3 separate regions of the Mus musculus genome follow, and regions 1 and 3 are each linked to region 2. The links are chromatin contacts, called in public HiChIP or PLAC-seq and promoter capture Hi-C maps. All regions are on one chromosome and are shown on one strand. Each heading gives the region's core, a stretch centred on a gene start, on an enhancer-like site or on the middle of the called end of the contact. The rest is flanking DNA. Distances are from core to core; before and after follow the strand shown.

Region 1 (2,713 bases), core at 130-2,629, 140 kb after region 2:
TGGTAAAGGTGAATTGCGTCTCCAGGTCTTAGCCAGTAGACCAGTGCCTGGCACTGGGAATCTGTGCCTCTGGATTCTGTAGTGCTCAAGTGCATTAAACTCACAGCACTGGAAGACTGCAGGAGTGGAGCATGATCCCTTGAACTTGCTCACAGTTCCAGCCTCCCCTCCCCCGACCTCACCATAAGCTAGGTGAGAGATGGTTGCTCCAGAAAACTGGGGGTCAAGTAGGCATCTTAAAAACCCCTAACTAGCAGCAATCCACACCAGTTTTTTGTCTCATCTACTAAGATTCCCTTAAGTACATATTTCAGTATACAAGCTCCCACCCCCCTTTATAAATGATAGCTCTTTGCAGCGCTTTGAAACTGAATCCCACTGTGCCAGGCCACGCTTGCTCTCCTTCAGCAGATCAGTTTTGCCACATTCAATCTCCAGTGCTAGAGCGGGTTTCCGCGCTCTCTCCCAGCTCGTCCCACCCACTTGCTTCCAGTGGGTCTGTGACGCACTCTAGAGAAAGCCTACGTGATCAAACACTGCTTACCTATCCTGGAGGCAGGCTCTGAGATAAGTTATCATTGTTCATTAAATTAGAATGTTTTGTGCATGCATATCTGGATATGTATCACTAAAGATAATTAAATACAGCAGGTCAAAGATCAGTAACAACCATTAACCAAAAACCAAATAAGCCAAAACCTCCCACATGGTTCTGGAAGAAACTCAAAGATGATGACTGGCTAGTGGATTCTACCTGTTTCCATCTACCAAGCTATACAAACTTTACATTAACTCTCTATATAAACTTTCTCATTATATGTGTGAAATGCTTAAAATCAGAGTTCACCATCAATTACATGTAAAATTCTGCCAGATCTTTTCCAACAAGCTTGGCAGATCGAATCCGCCCGATACTTGTATACATCTCAATGGTGGCATGGGACAAGTCCTGTGAAAAGGTAAAAAAGCACAATTACATACTTGAATTTATTTTTAAGATGTATTTTATTTGTAATTACATGTATGTGGAGCTGAAGGCACATGCACATGAGTGCAGGGGCCCAGTGAGGCTCTGGATGCCCTGGAGCTAGAGCTGCAGGCCTCTCAATGTGGGTCCTGGGAAAGGAACCCAGGTCCTCTGCACAAGCTGCGCTGCATGTCCGCTGAGACCTCCCTCTAGCCCTGTACTTGAACTCTCAGGGCACACTTTATATTTACTGTACCCAAAGCTGCAGCGAGACACTGTGAGTGATAGTTCTCACTTGGGATCAACTTTTAAATTGTCACGTGACATACCATAATGTCCATACAAAGTGCGCAACTTGCACCAGCATTATGAAGCACACAATAAGAGACAGGCACGAGCTCACACGGCGCAGCTGCCCAGCTCCCTCACTGCTTCTGTTGGCGGACACCCTTCCTAGCACATGTCCTTCCAGCTAATGAAATGGGACACACACACCAAACAGACTTGCACATGCTTCCTAGCTCACAGTCTGGGGCCTGAGCTGGCACCTTCCTTCCATTGCTCTCTGGGACCAAGCACGACAGCTCTCCTCGAACACAAATGTGCACTTTGACAATAGAAAGTACTCACAATCTGCTCTTGCAGTTTCTATTTACTAAAGGGGAAAATTACATTGAACAAAATCTTAAATATTTCCATGCTGTATTTGCCTAATTATGATCTCAGGGGCACTAAGGAACATGTGAGCAATTACCCAGTCTTTATACACAAATAAACTCCTCAGGCTAACAACAAGGCTCTAAAGTACCAGTTCATCCCATTCAAAAGGCCATGAGGGAGAACAAAGCCAGCCAGGGGAATGGCTCTGTAGTCGCCATACTTACCAGGTAGTGCTTTTCAAAGGCCTCTACTGAGGACAGTGCTTCCTGGAGCTTCTTATAAGGACTCTGAGCTGTGTTGGCTGAAAGACAATGCAAGTGAGCGTCCTTACTCAGCGGCGGGAATGATCGGCTGTACGAGCTACCCTCACTTTCAGACCTCAGGGTGATGACCTCAGCGGACTCTTATGGGATTTTTATGCCTTAGCACACTTCCTGTAAAACTGTTCTCTGAGATTATATTTCTTAGAAGCATCCTCTACAAAACCCTCAAATAGAGAAATGACTTATGAATGGGGCACACACAGATCCACACACTTGCCCTGAGCTCCACCTGACAGTGGAAGCTCTGGGTTCGGGCATTCTCTACTGTGCTTCAGCACCAAGCATACCTGTTTCAGGTCTCTCGGCTCCTAGTCCTGCCAAAAGATCAACTGTTCTGTTGAGATCTTCTGAGTTGGGCCCTTTTTCTGATACAAGTCCACATAGGTACCCTAAGGACTTTAGCTGTTGAGGGAAACACATCACTTTAGTCCATTTGCTGTAAGTCAACAGGCAACCCACAAATGTAAATATATAATCCTGATGCCCGCTCATTGTGGACCGATTTAGCTTTATCTCAATGATTACTGTCTGAATTTTACGCTGCATTACATGGACTGCTGTGAGCTCACACCTTTTCTAGTTCATTCTGGGACAGAGCTGGCATCAGGAATCCTTTCCCCGCCATGCAGCTAACGTGCCCCACTCTTGACTACTGCTCTGTGTGCAGCCATTTCCCACCGTACCCTGTCCCTGCAGCTCACCCACAACACACACTGGCTCACCCGCATCTCCACACGCTGCACCTTCTTCCCTCACCCCTGCA
Region 2 (3,147 bases), core at 559-3,058:
TGGCCAGGAGAGTTGGAACATAGGATGTGGTGGTACCCTATCGGCTCCATCTGCCAATTGATGCCAAGGTGACTCCCCAACACGGGCTTCTGCTGAGTCCTCAGTGCTGCCAACCTAGTGGGGGAGAAGAGCAAGTGAGGCCACCACTCCCGATGTGCGATGTACTTACCAAGACTCCGGGTTGACTCCTGGATTATGTCTGCCAGAGCCCAGGGGTCAAGTTCTGATAACTTCTGTTTTTTCCTAGCACACGAAGAAGGTAGCCCCCCTCCCTGCAGGAGGGCCAACCCCCACCCCCACCCTCAGGCTGCTTACCTCGGCCGCACTGGTCCCCACCTCTGCTTGTCTCTTCTGTTCTTTTGTGCTTGTCCTGGCCTGCTCCCTGATGTTGATAGCCAAGAGCCAGAGATTTTTAGTTTCTCTCTCTCTCTCTCTCTCTCTCTCTCTCTCTCTCTCTCTCTCTCTCTCCTCTCTCTCTCTCTCCTCTCTCTCTCTCTCTCTCCCCCTCCCTCCCTCCCTCCCTTTCTTTTTTTTTCAAGACAGGGTTTCTCTGTGTAGCCCTGGCTGTCCTGGAACTCACTCTGTAGACCAGGCTGGCCTCGAACTCAGAAATCCACCTGCCTCTGCCTCCCAAGTGTTGGGATTAAAGGCATGCGCCACCACTGCTCGGCTTCTTTTTCTTTTCTTTTCTTTTCTTTTCTTTTCTTTTCTTTTCTTTTCTTTTCTTTTCTTTTCTTTTCCTTTTTTCTTTTTTCTTTTCTTCTTCTCTTCTCTTCTCTTCTCTTCTCTTCTCTTCTCTTCTCTTCTTTCCTCCTCCTCCTCCCCGCCTCCTCCTCCACCTTCTCTTCCTTTTCTTTTTCGAGACAGGGTTTCTCTGTGTAGCCCTGACTGTCCTAGAACTCACTCTGTAGACCAGGCTAGCCTCAGACTCAAGAGATCCACCTGCCTGCCTCTCCCTGGCCTCCCGCATTCTCAATTCACTGGCAGGTGGGGCGGGGAGGGGGCGTGGGGGTTGAGGGAGAGCAGGGAATGGGGTGAGAAGAGAGTCCTGAGCTTAGACACAGGCTCAACGCTTATGAACCGTTAAGGCTCTCCCAGAGTGAGTGCCAGAGAGCACGAGGCTGGGAACAGGATTGCCAAGTCTGGCTGGCTTTGGAGGAGAAAATGGACACTTCATTCTGTGTTCCACAACTTTATCCCTCACCAAGCCTTCGAAGTTGGGTGATGGGAGATCTGGACAAGAGTGGAGCCCGTCTTCTCCTCCCTTTCTCCCTCCTGCTGGCCCCTCTCTCCTCCCACTCGCCTGGCTTTCACTTTTTAATTCCTAGTCGTTAGGTTTTCTGATCATCTACGGTCTTTGGTCAGCCCCAGGTCCGGGCTTTGAACCTTGGTTCATCTTCTACAAGACAGGGCCCAACATCGGGCTCTAAAAGAGGGACGCAGGGACCAGGCCGGGAATGTTCTGGGCAGCGTTGGGGGGGGGGGGGGTGGGGGGTGCAGCGGCTGAGTTTCCTGTCTTCCCACCCTCACCCTAAGCCTCAGTGCCCAGACTTTCGGCCGCACCGGAGCCGGCCCTCCTTTTGCCCTCGCCGGGATCCACAAACCACCCCACACCCTGGCACCTGTAACTCATGCCCAAGTCTCCGACCCTGCTCAGCAGCCGATTGGGTTACTTTCGGGAGCGGGAGAGCGGAGGCGGAGCTCCCCGCCTCCAACCCCCGCTCGGAGGTGGCCGGAGGGATGGGCCGAGGGCGGGATCCCGCCTGTGCCCAATTAGCCAGGCGCGCAGCGCTAGCGAGCGCAGTTACAGCGGGTCTCCTGCCGCCAAAGCCTCAAGAACCCCAGATTTCAGCGCCCCAAGCCTGGAAGCTCCCCAGTTCTTCGTGGCCCCCAACAGCTCCGGAACCCCAGCCGCTGCAACTCTCCGCGTCCGAAATCCAGCACCCCGCAGTCTGCGCTCGCACCATGCAGCTAAAGTGAGTCCGTTCGCTGTTGTGTCCCGTGAGTGGGGTGGGGGAGCCGGGGACCCACCCGAACTAGGACTGAGATTGCCCGACGCTAGCGCAGCGGCTCTGTACCGGCGCAGATGTGCCCAGTTCCGGACGGCTAGCGGCCACACCTGGACCTGCCGGCTTGGACGGCAGGGGGCGGCGCAGGGCTAACCCGCTGCACCCGCGGACCAGACCCCGGCGCGTGGGCGGCTGTAGGCGGAGGAAGGGCAAGAGCCGGTACTGAAGGTGAAAACTCATAGCAGCCATGGGCACTGGCTTAGCCGCCGCCGCCCTTCTCCCTGTTGATTTCCCAGAAGGGAGGATGTGTGTTACCTCAAAGGCCAGCTGATACCCAGTGCATGGGGACAGGACACCTCCTTGTACACTTGACTTCCCTCACAGATCCAGACTGGGCAGGGGAAGTGGGAGGTGTGTAGGAGGGGTGTGTGTGTGTGTGTGAGAGAGAGACAGTTTTGCGCTCCGGCGTTTTGCAAATATTTCCCTCAGGCACTTGTACCGTAGACACTCCATCTCCACTGGCTACTTGCTGAGGTCCTCAGTCCACAAGTGTCCTAACCACAGAGTCTCCAGGGATAGAAAAGGGGAGACCTTGCAGGCTACCGAGTGCCTGCTGGCCAGTGGCTGGCTTGAGTTTGTGGTTTGCCCACTAATCATTCCTGGGGACACCCCCCCCCCCCCGTGTGTGCGTGTGTGTGTGTGTCCATCCATCCCTCCCTGTGGCTTCCCAAGGGTTTCTTTTGAGACAATCTTCTGAGAATTTCAGGGCTGCTGTTGAAAGAGAGGGAGAATTTTTGGTTGGTTGGTTGGTTGGTTGGTTGGTTGGTTGGTTGGTTGGTGTTTTTTTGAGACAGGGTTTCTCTGTGTAGCCCTGGCTGTCCTGGAACTTACTCTGTAGACCAGGCTGGCCTCAAACTCAGAAATCTGCCTGCCTCTGCCTCCCAAGTGCTGGGATTAAAGGCGTGCGCCACCACTGCCTGGCTGAGAGTGAGGTTTTATAAAAGGTGTGTGGGCAACTGTGAAGTGTCTGTGACCTGCTGCAGGGTCTTAGCCCCTATAGAGAGTCTCCATAGAACAGACGGCCTTGGGAGACTAGGCAAACTCTGGCTAAAGTATCCAAGACTGCTTTAGAGTAGGG
Region 3 (2,861 bases), core at 360-2,859, 170 kb before region 2:
TAGTACACTACGTAGGCAATCACCATGGTAAACCAGCCGAACATGGTGACCAGCATGGCGACATCGGTGGTCTTCCGGTGGGTACTGCAGAAGCTGGCACCTGAGTCCAGGACCTGGATCAGCGGCTTGCCCACAAACTGCTCCTGCGCTGAGGTGTGGCAGGCAATTTCATCCACGGAGTCCGGGTCCAGCTTTAGTTCCCACAGGGCCTCCTGCAGGGCACACTCACAGTGCAGTGGATTGTGGGACAGGCGGATCTTGGCACTCAACTTGCCCAGGGCGTCCTTTGGAATTCTTCGGATGCGATTGTGGGATAAGTCCAGCAGCCGCAGGCCCCCAGCCAGACCTGAGAAGGCTGCTGGCCCAATGGCCTCAATGGCATTATGGGACAGGTCCAGCTCCCTCAGCTGAGGCAGGTGTTGGAAGGCTCCATTGGGGACTCGGGAGATTCTGTTGGCGTCTAGTTTCAGAAGCACCGTGTCGGCTGGGATGTCCCTAGGGATCTCCTGCAGCCCTCTTGAGCTGCAATGGACAGCCACGGCCCCAGCATGGTCAGGGCACTGGCAGGCCTGTGGGCAGGAGGCACCTAACCGTAAGCAGAAGAGGATGAAGAAGCAAGACCCCTGGGAGGGGGCCAGTGTGGCTGAGGGGCTCTGCCTGCCCCTGGGGCCCATGTTGCCTCCACCTGACCCAGGTAGCTCTTCTCCACTGGGATGTGCAAGCGACTGTCCTTCCTCACGTTGCAGGCAGTCATCCAACACAAACTCTTGTGTCTTCGCCTGCTGAAGAGCCTAGTGATCTCAGTTCTACAAGAAAAAAAGAGGAAAGGGAGCTGAGGGTGACCGCCACTGCACATTTCAATTCAATTTGGGAGGACGGGATCAGGGAGGAAAGGAATCGTAGGCATATCAGGTTTGAGGCAGGGCTCCGGGCTATCAAACATACCTGCTTTGTAACTTACTCTAGAAGATTCCCAAGGCCACCCAGAGAAGGCACCTCCCAGCTAAGTAAGACATCTAGGGCTGACCGATGGCTGGAGACTGGCCCTAGCTAGGCAGTTACAGAACCCTGTCCTAGCCTCTGGTCACCCACCCATAGCTGGGGACACAAGTCTGGGCGGAGGCCCAAGGATCCATCTCTTCCCCATCCCCCAGCTCTAGGCGCGTGCTGGCGGAGGTCTTCCCTCTCGATCTGTGCGAGCCAGGTCGGGCGGGGCAAGTGGCCGCGTTCACCAGTTTGTCCCCAAGCACTCGGCTACCTGTGACACCTTAAAGATCGCGGTCATCAATAAAGCTCGCCGCGCACCCTGAAGCAGAAGCTTCATGCCTGAGGCGCTGGAGACACCGGAGAGAAAAAGCAGCCCCCTGCGTGCGGCCCGGCTGGGCAGGGAGCGGCAGCAGAGAGCAGGGCGGCAAAGCAGGGACAGTGGAGCTCCGCGGGTGGGAGGCCACGCGGGCGGATGGGGGCTTTACCTGAGCGGCCGCCGCTGCTCAGCGCCTTCCGAGCTTCCCGGAGCCTGACCAGAGTCCTCCCGGCGCCGCGGCGACCCGCCCCGTGCCCACCGAGCGGCCAGTAAAGAAGGGAGGCGGGCAAGCCATGGCGGGAGGGGCGGGGGCCTTTGCTATAGGGGAGGGGCCGGCAAGAGGAGGGGCAGGGTGGGGCTGAGGCCAGAGGGGCGGGGTTTGTGTGTTGGGCGGGGCCTTGAGAGGGTTTTGGGAGGGGAGGAATAGGTGGAGAGGGGCCTTGCGATAAGGACGGCGCCGGTGAAAAGGGGTCCTAGTAAGGGACCTTGGTGTTCTGTGCTTTGGGGGACGGGGCTTAGCATGTTGTGGGTGGGAGGGGCCAGGTAAGGGCGTGGTCTGTGTGCTGAGGGGCGGGGTCTCTAAAGGGCTGTCCCGTGCGAGAGGCGGGGAAGAGGGGCTGGGGAGGGGAGGGTCCTATTTGAGGAGGGCCAAGGCCTTAAGGGGAAGGGTCAGATAGGTGAGGGGCTGGGTAGGGGCTGGGGCCTGCGTAAGAAAGAGCTAAACAGAGTTCATAAAATCCTACGGGGCGAACACCGAGGGGGGAGCCCAAGGAGGGGTGCACAGGGTTATGGGCGAGGTTTATGTGAGGGGCGGGGCCTGATATGTAAACTGCACTGACTGGGGCGGGATGTGGGCGGGGCCTGTAGGGGCGTGGGCGGGTTTAGGTACCGGCTTTCTAGGGCATTGGTAAGGGAAGGGTCCGTGGGCGTGCCACGTGGCCAAGCCCCGCCCTGAGCAGCCCCACCGCATGACTGACGCCCCTCACCCCAAGTCTCAGGTCTAAGGTCACCATAGAAAGGCAAATGGGAGCGTCGACGCAGGACCTGATCCTCAGCCGGGAACCTATCACCACCGGCCTCAGGAGGACCCCAGTCTTCCTTTGTCACCTGTCTTCCTCCGTGGAGTCTGCGTTTCCCACGACTTCCATAAATGGCCTCCTATCATTTTATCTTTCCGCCTCCTTATTTCGTGGTTCACCACGCTGAGTGGCTCCCTAGGTCCACTGTGCCAGTTTCTATACTGTAACCTGTTCGGCTCCGGCTGGGTTTTAATCTGGGACTCTAACGGAAGGGCCATGGGAGCGTTGTGCAGCAGCCTTGGGTGCATACCCTGAATGGCAGTGTCTGGAGCAGGGTAGGCTCCTTATTACACCCCACTGACAACACAGGCACATAGCCAACAGCTCCTGGTGGGCCCGTGGCTCTAACACTCTGGGTGTGGAACGGTGGCTTGAGCTGTAATACGGGTCTGTGTCACTCCAGAGGCTTATGGTGTGTTCTTCTTTGTTTCCTGTCTGCTCCGTTTCTCTGCTTTTCGATGAGTCGTTTGTTTTCTTTA

The links. HiChIP or PLAC-seq counts read pairs in DNA pulled down with a chosen protein or histone mark. Capture Hi-C pulls out chosen DNA fragments and counts their contacts.
Region 1: a contact with region 2 is called in an H3K27ac HiChIP or PLAC-seq map of extraembryonic endoderm stem cells. The contact joins the enhancer-like site here to the promoter of Icosl in region 2. A contact is called at or near these places in 4 of 39 promoter capture datasets (embryonic stem cells and macrophages), 1 of 484 Hi-C or Micro-C datasets (nephron progenitors), 2 of 115 datasets of contacts at active chromatin or transcription factors (double positive thymocytes and extraembryonic endoderm stem cells) and 3 of 9 other capture datasets (adipose tissue, liver and pancreatic islet).
Region 3: a promoter capture Hi-C map of liver shows a contact between it and region 2. The contact joins the promoter of Lrrc3 here to the promoter of Icosl in region 2. A contact is called at or near these places in 2 of 39 promoter capture datasets (the HPC-7 cell line and HPC-7-derived erythroid cells) and 1 of 9 other capture datasets (liver).

The regions. Positions count from the first base shown.
Region 1 is chr10:78,208,527-78,211,239 of GRCm38.p6, forward strand. It overlaps Trappc10 (trafficking protein particle complex 10), which reads right to left. Exons shown (of 23, transcript NM_001081055.2): 9 at 2,238-2,352; 10 at 1,852-1,928; 11 at 858-949. Among named protein-coding and RNA genes, the nearest start is that of Pwp2, 25 kb to the left of the region's middle. Within about 2 kb of position 1,380, at least 10 of the 459 cell types and tissues checked have an H3K27ac peak or open chromatin away from gene starts, as enhancers often do. A contact at or near this core is called in extraembryonic endoderm stem cells, where this site is marked.
Region 2 is chr10:78,067,560-78,070,706 of GRCm38.p6, forward strand. Icosl (icos ligand) reads left to right here and starts at 1,809. Exons shown (of 7, transcript NM_015790.3): 1 at 1,809-1,976. The coding sequence starts at 1,966. Gm51775 (a long non-coding RNA gene) reads right to left here and starts at 2,916. Exons shown (of 3, transcript XR_003948913.1): 1 at 2,901-2,916; 2 at 316-382; 3 at 1-114.
Region 3 is chr10:77,900,927-77,903,787 of GRCm38.p6, forward strand. Lrrc3 (leucine rich repeat containing 3) reads right to left here and starts at 1,610. Exons shown (of 2, transcript NM_145152.4): 1 at 1,473-1,610; 2 at 1-806. The coding sequence starts at 674.